2 separate regions of the Ovis aries genome follow, and region 1 is linked to region 2. The links are chromatin contacts, called in public Hi-C maps. All regions are on one chromosome and are shown on one strand. Each heading gives the region's core, a stretch centred on a gene start, on an enhancer-like site or on the middle of the called end of the contact. The rest is flanking DNA. Distances are from core to core; before and after follow the strand shown. Region 1 overlaps ABCC1 (ATP binding cassette subfamily C member 1). Region 2 holds the start of ABCC1 (ATP binding cassette subfamily C member 1).

What was found. Hi-C and Micro-C count contacts between places; a contact is called where the count stands out from the background.
Region 1: a Hi-C map of muscle shows a contact between it and region 2, with 2.7 times the contacts expected there. The contact joins the enhancer-like site here to the promoter of ABCC1 in region 2. A contact is called at or near these places in 2 of 16 Hi-C or Micro-C datasets (blood and muscle).

Annotation. Positions count from the first base shown.
Region 1 is chr24:14,940,393-14,945,953 of ARS-UI_Ramb_v3.0, reverse strand. ABCC1 (ATP binding cassette subfamily C member 1) reads right to left here. Exons shown (of 33, transcript XM_060406312.1): 20 at 5,026-5,209. Among named protein-coding and RNA genes, the nearest start is that of ABCC6, 100 kb to the left of the region's middle. Within about 2 kb of position 4,268, at least 5 of the 54 cell types and tissues checked have an H3K27ac peak or open chromatin away from gene starts, as enhancers often do. A contact at or near this core is called in muscle, where this site is marked.
Region 2 is chr24:14,816,595-14,821,478 of ARS-UI_Ramb_v3.0, reverse strand. It overlaps ABCC1 (ATP binding cassette subfamily C member 1), which reads right to left and starts at 1,394. Exons shown (of 33, transcript XM_060406312.1): 1 at 1,232-1,394.

The sequences.
Region 1 (5,561 bases), core at 3,019-5,518, 120 kb before region 2:
TAGCACCCCCTCGGCTCCTGATGCCTCCCATCCCAAGCCTAGATCCCATTCTCCATCTGAGAGAGACAGAATTCCCCCAAACCAAACACTCGCCCTCCAGCCTGGGTGTTCTACAAAAGACGTGATTAATCCAACACGGAAACAAAAATTTCCCTTTAGAAGGAGCCAAAAATGTGTTTCAGACAAATCCAAGGTCACTGGCACTGGCCACAGCTGAGCAAGATTGGTCCCTGACGCCAAGCCTTATCGTCAGGATCCCTCCAGAGAGGTGAAAAGACCGGAGGGTGCGGGGAGAGAGCAAATTTGATTTTAGACCCACAGTCAGAGGACCTCTGTGACCTGCCTAGCAGGGGGCTGAGTGACTAAATTGGAGAAATGACCCCACAGTGGTGCAAGGGCACTGGATGGTATTTTTACCACCAAAATTAAGTGCTGACGTGCACACACAAAAAATTTTTTAATTGGCAGCATCCCATGTTCTGCATAATCTGCTTTGGATATGCGTGTGGCTGGGGACAAAAAGAAGGGAAAAAAAAAATCCCTTCTGTGGCCAATAGGGTGTAAGGACTGTCCTTGCTCACCTGGAAAGAATGGGGAGAAGAGAGAGAATTCATTCTGGGGAAAAAAACTGAGATAAATCCATAGAGGGTTATTTTTGCCTAAACGAAGGAAATGGCAACCCACTCCAGTGTCCTTGCCTGGAGAATCCCAGGGATGGTGGAGCCTGGTGGGCTGCCATCTATGGGGTCGCACAGAGTTAGACATGACTGAAGCGACTTAGCGGCAGCAGCCCACCAAGCAGATGTGGGAAATATGTTATTTCAAAATTGCTACCACACTTTGTGTGACCTTGGCTTGACTTGGGCTAAGAGACAATCTGAGAAAGGAGACTCTGTAGCAAGAGGAGAGCTGGTTAGACTTGCAGCAGAACTTTCCGACCACAGGAGCATAGACATGTAGAAACTCATTTGATCGGGCATTTAAATGCTTAAAGGGAGAGTTGGCTATCTCACATTGGCAAAAGTAAATACTTTTCTTTTAAAACCTCTAGGGTTCGCAGCAGCACTATTCATAATAGTCCAAAACGGGAAACAGCTCATATGCTCATGAGCCATTGAATGGATAGATAAAATGTGGTGTGTCTACACAACGGAATATGATTCAACAATCAGAAGAAATGAAGTTCTGATGCAAGCTTCCACAGACGGACCCTGGAAACGTCACGCTAACCAAATGAGAGAAGCCAGTCACAAAAGAATCCTGTTCGTACAGAAATGTTCAGAGTAGGACAAACCTATAGAGAAAGTAGATTTGTGTGGTGACCACCGTGACAAATAGAAATACCACCGGCAACGAACACAGTGTTGTAGGTAAGTTACGCTTTAAAAACAAAATAGAAACAAAGATCAGATTTGTAGTCACCAGAGATGGTGGGGGGAGCAAGAATTGGATGAAGGCAGTCAAGAGGCACTAACTGCCAGTTATAAAGTAAGTGCTAGAAATATAATGCACATGATTAATATAATTAAAACTGCTTAGTAATTATTAAGAATTCTCATCACAGGAAAAAAAAATTCTTTTTCTGTTTCTTTACTTTTGCAACTATATGAAATGATGGATGTACACTAAACTTATGGCGGTCCTATTTCAGGATGTACTAAGTCAAATCCCATGCCTCAGATTTACACAGTGTTCTTTGTAAACTGCAAATCAGAAGAAATTGCAACTCAAAAATCAGAAGGAAAAAAAGCAGATGAAGTGGTTGCCTAGGACTTAGAGGGCAGGGAGGAAATGGGGAGTGACTGCCAACGGATGGGAGGTTTCCTCGAGGGGGTGAGGCTGTTCTGAAACTCAGCTTGGTGATGGCTGCACAAATAAAATACTGGAGTATTTCTAAAACTCACTGAATCACATGATGTGTGAATTGTATCTCAATAAAGGACTTATTAAAAACCACTAGGGGGACTTCCCTGGCGGTCCAGTGGTTAACACTTTGCCTTTTAATGCTAGGGGTACAGGTTCTATCCCTGCTTGGGAGCTAAGAACCTACATGCCTTAGGGCCAAAAAGCCAAAACAGGAAACAGAAGTAACACTGTAACAAATTCAATAAAGACTTCAGAAAAATGGCTCACATTAAAAAAAAAAAAAGAAAGAAAAACCCCAAACCAGGAGGACTCCAGCAAACTCTCATGCAGAGGAATGAAGCTGAGCAGTCTGGCTGTGGGCCCGCCCGTCTCTGACATTCATCAGCTCCCCAGCTGCAATGAGAACAAACCCCAAACTCCTCACGCTGAAAGACCCGGACGGGTAACCCCCTCGCCAGCCTCATCTCCCACCCTCAGCCCTTGCCCACCATGGTGTGCCCACACTGGCCTCTTTCCTGTTCCTTGAACAGACTGAGCTCATGCAAGGGCTGAGGCCTCTGCTGTTACTTGGGTCAGAACACTGCTCCCCACAGGGAACCCTAACCATGCTGCCTGAAGTGCCTGAACCCCCAAACTCTTCAGCCCATTGCCCGACGTGCTCTCCTTCACAGCACTTAATGCTGCACAGAACCATTTCCACTGGCTGACTGCTGACTGCCTTTCTCTCCCACTAGACCCTGAGCTCTGTGAGGGCAGGACTTGCCTGGATCTTGCTCACTTCCGTCTCCCCCAAATCTAGAACGCTTCTAGTTTAAGGGCCAAACTACATCCCCCACCAACTAAATTCATACGTTGAAGTTCTGACCTCCAGTACCTAGGAATGTAACTGCATGAGGAGCCATGGTCTCTGGTGTTAACTGTTCACGTGGGCTCCTGAGGATGGACCCTAATCCTATATAATTGATGCCTTGTAAGAAGGGGAGATCTGGAGAGACACACACAAAAAGAATCCCGTGTGAAGAGGAAGGCAGGACTGGCTGATGCTCCTGCAGGCCAAGGAATACCACAGAGCGCCAGCAAACCACGAGATGCTGGCGGAGAGGCATGGCACCCTCACGGCCCTCAGGAGAAGGCCGCCACCTTGACCTCAGACGTCCAGCCTCCACTCCCACTGTTTAAGCTAGCGGGACTCTCGTTACAGTAGCCCTAGGAGAACGACGCAGAGCTTAACACATGGCTGAGTGCTCAGTGAACACCAATCAGTGAATGGTAAATAGCTTTCTTAGGGCTCAGCTGCATTCACGAGACAGGGACCCGCCTGCCCCTGGCACACGAGGGACAAGACCCCGTTTTTTTTTTGTTTTTTTTTTTTCAATCTTTTAGCCACACCACTTGGCAAATGGGATCTTAGTTTCCCAATCAGGGACTGAACCTGAGCCCCTGCAGTGGAAGTATAGAGTACTAACCACTGGAGCGCCAGGGAAATCCCAGGACGAGCTTCTTGTAAGCCTCAGTTTCCTCCCCGGTGGACTGGGCACCACCATCTTCCCTCCCATGAGAAGCTGTGAGGAGGAGTGAGTGAGCCAACGTGATGACCCCTGTCGGGGACAGAAGCCCTGGTCAGCAGTCAACAATCACTCACTGACGTGTATCCTCACATCACAGACACCCCGATGACAACTCTGCCCACGGGAGTTGTGCAACGGGACAGTCCTGCAGCCCCAACCGGGGGGTGGGGTGGGGGGGTTGGGAGACAGCCTATCTGAGACCTGCCTGGGGACTGAGGATGTAACAAACACGCCCCAGGGGCCCAGGGAGTCTGTAATTAGTTCCTGGAAGAGGGAGATCACAGCAGGACAGGCCATCTCGCTTTAGTCCCACTCTTTTTAGCAACAGCTGAAACCAAAGCAGAAAAGGCATCAAATGACTTCTTTCCTCTCTGTGTAAGGCAGGTCAAGGCTCCTTGAGGGGGTGGGGAGCAACCAGCAGAGGATCCGTTCCAGATGCCCATCTGACGTAAATATAGGGCAACCCGCAGGCCAACCAATTCCCTGAATTTCAAACCAACTAAAGGAGAGAACGGGGCTTCCCTGCTGGCTCAATCAGTAAAGAAACTGCCTGCAATGCAGGAGACCCGGGTTCAATCCCTGGGTAGGGAAGATTCCCTGGAGTAGGAAATGGCAACCCACTCCAGTATTCTTGCCTGGAGGATCCCATGGATAGAGGAGCCTGGTGGGCTACAGTCCATGACTGCAAAGTCAGGTACGACCCAGTTAAGACACATACACATAGTAAGAGAGAACAGGATTCTTAGACACCTCACCCTGTTTGCTTCAAATAAAGACAGGGTAAGGCCCCAGCCCAGAATTCAGAGCATGCTCTTGTGAGGACAGGGCAGGTGTGGTGGTTGAGAAGTGGGCAGGTCTACCTGAACCTGGCAGATGCCACATGCGTAGGGTATCAGGGTGCACTCTTCCCAAGAAAAGTAACAGCAGCAGCTGTCACTGGCACTGTGCCAAAGGCTCCAGTAATCTAGCACATTCAGGCGCCAGAAGGTCGGGTCTGTTGTTTCAATGCTTCATCAGGAATGGCCAGACATCACACAGCTGCAAAGAGCAGCAGCTGAGACTGGAACTAAGGTCCTGCCAACCTCCAACCTGCAGGCTCAGCCACCAGGTCTGGCCTCATGACCCCCCAGGTCTGGCCTCATGCCCTCAATGGGCATGAATGTGAGCAGACTCTGGGAGACATCAAGGGACAGGGAAGCCTGGCGTGCTCACGGGGTTGCAAGGAGTCGGCTATGACTGAGCAACTGAACAACAAGGTGAATGTGCCACTGGCTTCTCACAGCCTCCTGGGAGCCAGGAGGACTGTAATTATCACTACCTCCATCTTTGTCATGAAACCCCTGTAACTCCACAGGCCCAGAGATATATTACATTAAAGTACTGGGACTTGTGTCCAGTTCTGCTGACCCAGCTGTCTAAAGTACTGGGACTCCCTCTCAACTGGAAGTCCTTCCAGATGGTTCCTTAGAGGGCCTGGCCTAGCCCCCCACCTGATGCCCTCCTGAGCTTCCAGGGCGACTAGTGAGAACTTTCAGAGGGAGACCTGGGGCTGACCAGGCACCACCCACACCGGAGGCCCACACAGCCCTACCGTCGTCCGGCTGCCCCTGCTCCTGCTCGGCGCTGGCGTAGGTACGCAGGAACTCGGCGAAGGCACCGTCCCGAGCCAGTAGCTCCTGGTAGGAGCCCATCTCGGAGATCTTGCCGCCACTCATGACTATGATAACATCCATCTGGGGCAAGTAGCTGATGCCATGCGTGACCAGGAGCCGCGTCTGCAGGGAGAGCAGAGACACGGCCACATTAGCGCATGCGCGCAAGAGGGAATTTCTCATCCCACCCCCACCCCACACACCTGTACATGCGCCTGGGATGCAGGCACACAGAAGCACTGCAATCTGCAGGCCAGGAGCTAGGGTGAGGGGGTCGGGGGGCGCGGGCAGGAGTGAGGGAAACAACGATCCTTGCTCCAGATTCTAGGGTCCGGACCGATATGAGTAAAATGCTGTGTGCTGTGTTGTGAGCACGTGGAAATAAAGTGGAAAGGATACCGAGATGGGGGGTGGGGGGGTTGCAATTTTAATAAGGGTGATGAGGACAGTTGGTTTTGAACAACAATCTGGAGGA
Region 2 (4,884 bases), core at 145-2,644:
ATAAACCCTTCCCATGGGGCCCTCAAAGATGACTTATCAACACTCCAAACGCAGCCTTCGAGGAGAGGACCACAAAACAGAACAAGAAGGTATTTGGAGATGCTAATCGCTGGCTCCAAAGAACCAGGAGTGTTTCCCGATTCCTAAACAAAAGTGGGAAAACTATCCTGCCCAGGTTTGCCTACTGTTAATAATCAAGAGAGTAGGACACAGAAGTGCTTCCTGTAACAGACGCAAATCGTATTAGAGAGAAACTAAAGCCCAAGACACTGGGGATTAAGCCAGAGTGGCCTCCGGAGACCCGGCCAGCCTCAACAGCAAAGATTCAGAAGGAAGCTGGGGTTGGTCCCCACACAGAGGAGCCGCGGGTCTCAGGTGTGGAACGGCACAAAATCCACTGGTACCAGGACCCTTGGGTATCCTCAGCTGATCCCCAAATCTGACCCCAGGGTCAAGCAAGTCAGGGCGGGGGTGAGCAGCCCCACCTTCTTTCCTGGCTATTCCTGAAACTTCCCTAATTCTTCCCCTGTCCCCTCAAACTTGCCCCCCCCCAACCCAGACCCACAGTAATTAAACCGAAGTAAAGTAAAAGATGTCAAAAACATGCAACCACAGGAAATTAACGTGTATGCAAAATAACTGGGGAGGGGGCAAACCTCAAGTCAGCCACTGGAAGCCCCTTTCCACAGTCTGAGCCCCTCCCCAGCTCAGCCCTTTGGCAACCGGGTGTTTGTGAAAGCGGGGTTCCAAGCCACAAAGGAGATGGGGGAACTTAAGCAGGGAGACACCCCCATCTCTGGCGTCTTCGTCCGTGGAAGGTTATTTTCAAGCGGAGGGGGAACCCCAGAGAAGAAAGGGCCCCTCTTCTCGGCCCCCTCTCCCAGGCTCTGGCCCCTCACCTTTCCCAAAAAGCCCGAGAGCCGGGCATTTGCAACCCCTCCCCAACGCCCTGCTTCCCTGGAACCCAGTCACCCAAGTTTTCCGCCCCCATCAGCTGCGCTCCCGAAGGGGGCCGGCTGAGGGCAGGGTGGGGAGCAGGCCCCGCCAGGCCGGCTGCGGGGAGGAGAGTGCGGCGTTGGGGTGGCAAGGGACCCCGGGACCGCGGGCCCAACCCGCCCGAGCCCGGCGCTTCCCTCCGCCGGCCGGCCTCCCAGCCCGCCGGCCGCCCTCCCTGCCGCTCCCGCTCGCGTCCGCCGGCCCCGCGCGATCCCAGCGGCCGCCGAGCACGTACCCAGAAGGTGTCGGAGCCATCGACGCTGCAGAAGTCCCGGAGCGCCATGCGGCCGGCTCGGGCACGGCGGGCGGCGGCGGGCGGACGGGCCCGGCTGCTGGCGGCGGCGGCGGCGGTGGCGGCGAGGGCGGGAGGCAGCGACGGAGGGAGCCGGGGCCGCAACGCCGCCTGGTTGGCCGGCGCGTCACGGCGATGCGGCGGCCCCGCCCCGCCCGACCCCGCCCCGCTCACCTCGCCCGGCCCGCGTGGGCCACGCGGAGAGGCTGCACGCTAGACCTTGCGGCCGCCAGGACCGGACCCCCGCCCTCCCCAGGCGCCCGATCCCACCCCCACCATACCCCCATCAGAGGCTCGGGAAAGACCGAGCGCGACCCTTGCGTCCAGACCCCAGACCAGTTTTCAAATCCTGTTGTAGCAACATCGAGACGACAGCAACAGTAATAGAAACCAGCAGGGGCAAAAATATGCACTGATCCCTCTATGAGCGCAGAGCGCCAGAGTCCTCATTGGATTCCGGCGTGACTCCCTTTTCATGAAGGAAGAAAACTGAAGGCAGAGAGGTTGAGTGACTTCTCCAGGGTCCTCTGGGCTAACCCAGCCTGCTGGCTCAAGAGCTGACTGGGAAACTGCAGGAGTTGGATACTCAATCTAATCTGCGCTGTACAGATGGAGAAACAGGTTCAGAGAGATGAAGCGACTGACGCAAGGACACACAGCTGACAAATAGCCAGAGTTGGACCAGCCTGACTCAAGGCCTGAAGACTCCAAACTCTATCCAGAACAACTCTGTGCAGAGAAGCTTGGCATTTTCTCCTCTCTCTCTGTAGCACTCAGGAAATAACCAGGCTATTATCCTCACCTTTGAAGTCAAGAAAGGGAGGCCTAGAGATACAGTAAAAATAAGCATTCACAATCATGGGGCTTCTGAAGGCTGAGTTAGCAATGAACTTGAACTAACTTGTGAAATGCTCACTAGAACCCCAAGAGGTAAGCTCTGTTATTATCCCCATCTTGCAGTTGAGGAGACTGACGCCCGTTGAGGCAAGAGTACTTTGTCCGGGGTGTAGACGGTAAGTGGCCTAGGTCCCCCTCAGGGTGAGTGGATTTTTATGGGATAATTACTTTCAGGTAAGCTCTTTGGTCTGTTGCTTTGACATTTATAGTGAACAAATACCTACTGAGCATTTACTATACGCTGGGTCTTGCTAGAAACAAGACAAAGTTTCTGCTCTTATAATGCTTTTATAAAGCATTGGGGTTTCTTGGGGGGGGTGTTTCTTTGTGAGGTTTCTTGTGAGGGTTTAAGTGTGGGGTTTGTTTTTTTTTTTTTTTTTATGGGAGGAACAGGTTAATCAGATGATCACATAAAGAGTATTTATAGCTGTGATAAAACCTAAGAAGAAAGTAGAAGTAAGAGGGTTTTAAAGGATCCTGGCCTACTGGCAGTGGAAGTCAGGGAAGGCTGCCTGGAGGAAGAATCTTTTGAGCTGAGGAAACAAGTGATGAGTCTGGTTTCATGGGGTCTGAGCTGTGTTCTGGGATAAGAAAATAGTTTGTGGAAAACCATGTAGCAGGACAGAGCAAGTCCCTGGAGGAACCTGAAGACAGGAATCCAGGGAGAGAAGCAGAAAGCGCTTATCTTTGGCAGGAGGGATCAGGAGGGCCCAGAGTGTGCAGGGCCATGTTGCCCAGGGGAGAGATTTCAGCCTGGTCCCATAAGTGATTGGGAGCCACTGATGGATTTTAAGCAGGGCCCAAGATGGTCAGATTTATTTCCATTTTTACTCAAATTCTTTATTCATCCATTCCTCCAACAAGTATTTATTGAGCAAACATATGAAAAGGTGCTCTCCATCATTAGTCATCAGGAAATTGCAGGTAAAACCCCAGTGAGATACCATTACACACCCACCAGAATGACTAAAAGGAAATCGCTAAATCTTCTCACAGCTGTTACAGCATGACTGAAACCGTAGTGGAAGTGTAAATTGGTTCAACCACTTTGGAAAACCATTTGGCAGTTTTTCCTAAAGCTAAACATATGCAAGTACACAGTGACACAGCAATTCCATTTCTCAAAGGAGTGCTTACGTCCACAAAAGACATCTACCAAAAAAGTTCAGAACAGCTTTATTCAGATACCCCAAACTAGAAACAACTTGTTAAAAGGATGAATGAACTGTGGCATATTCACACAAGAGAGTATGAGAGAGCAAAAAAAAAAAAAAGCATCGAGCGACTAGTGCATGTAACAATATGGACAAATCTCACAACATGTAATAAGGAACAGAAAAAGACAAGCACGAAAGAGTATATTTCTCATGATCACATATAGATAAAGGTCAAACAGGCGAAAACTAATAGATGTTGATTGACATCAGAATAATGGTTACTGTTAGGGAGTATGATTAGGAAGGCGTACAAGAGAGCCTGCTGGAGAGCTGAAAATGTCCTTAACTTGATCTGGTGGTCATTAGGTGGTTTATACCTACACACACAACATTTTAAAATTCATTGAGATGGACACTTTAGTTTGCTATACTTTGCTCTATAAAACTTATACCTTAGGGGACTCCCTGACAGTCCAATGGTTAAGACTACATGCTTCCACTTCAGGGCACAGTTTCAATCCCTGGACGGGGAACTAAGATCCCACATGTCACACACTGCGACTGAAAAAAAAAAAAAAAAAAAAAAAAGTTAGACCTTACATGAAAATTTAATGAGGCTTCCCAGGTGGCGCTAGCGGTAAAGAACCTGCCTGCCAATGCAGAGACGTGGATTCAGTCGCTGCATCAGGAAGATCCCCTGGAGGAGGGCATGGAAACCCACTTCAGTATGCTTGCATGGAAAATCCAATGGACAGAGGAGCCTGGCAGGCTATGGTCCATAGAATCGCAAAAGAGTCGGACATGACTGAAGGGACCTAGCATGCACACACACACATATACAAACAAGACACATTTTAAAATTCATTGAGCTGGCCACTTAAGGAAGCTATGCTTTGCTCTATAAGTTATACCTTAGGAAACTCCTTGATGGTTCAATAGTTAGGACTCCATGCTTCCACTTCAGGAGGCACAGTTTCAACCCCTGGTCAGGGAACTAAGATCCTGCGTGCCATACAGTGTGGCCAAAACAAACAAACAAAGTTATATCTTATATGAAAATTTAATATAGAAAATAAGTATAGAAATTAAAAATATTTATTGGTGCCTACCATATATGTGCTGTAGACACATCAGTGAACAGAACAAGAATCTCTGCCTTCATGAGGAGCAAGCAGAAGACAGACCAAACAAATGATGTTTCTGTTTTCCAGGAGCAGAAACTGGGGTTTAGAGGGATGAGTTAACTTGCCCACGATCCCACAGCTGGGATGTGGCAGAGAGGAGGCCCAGCCGTGCTCTTCACTGCCAAGCCCTCCCCGCACTTCTTTTCAGCCACAAACTCAAAAGTCTTCCCCTCCCCTTCTTTCCAAGCCCCTTCCTTCCTCTCTGCAGCCCTGAAACAGTAATGAACACCCTTAGACCCAGAGGCTCTGGGCCCTAGGCCAAACCCACCCAATGAAAGCAAACAAAATAAATTGATGGTGAAAATGCAGGATCTCAGTTTCAAGTATCAGCTGCCCTGGTAGACCATGAGTTCAGTGA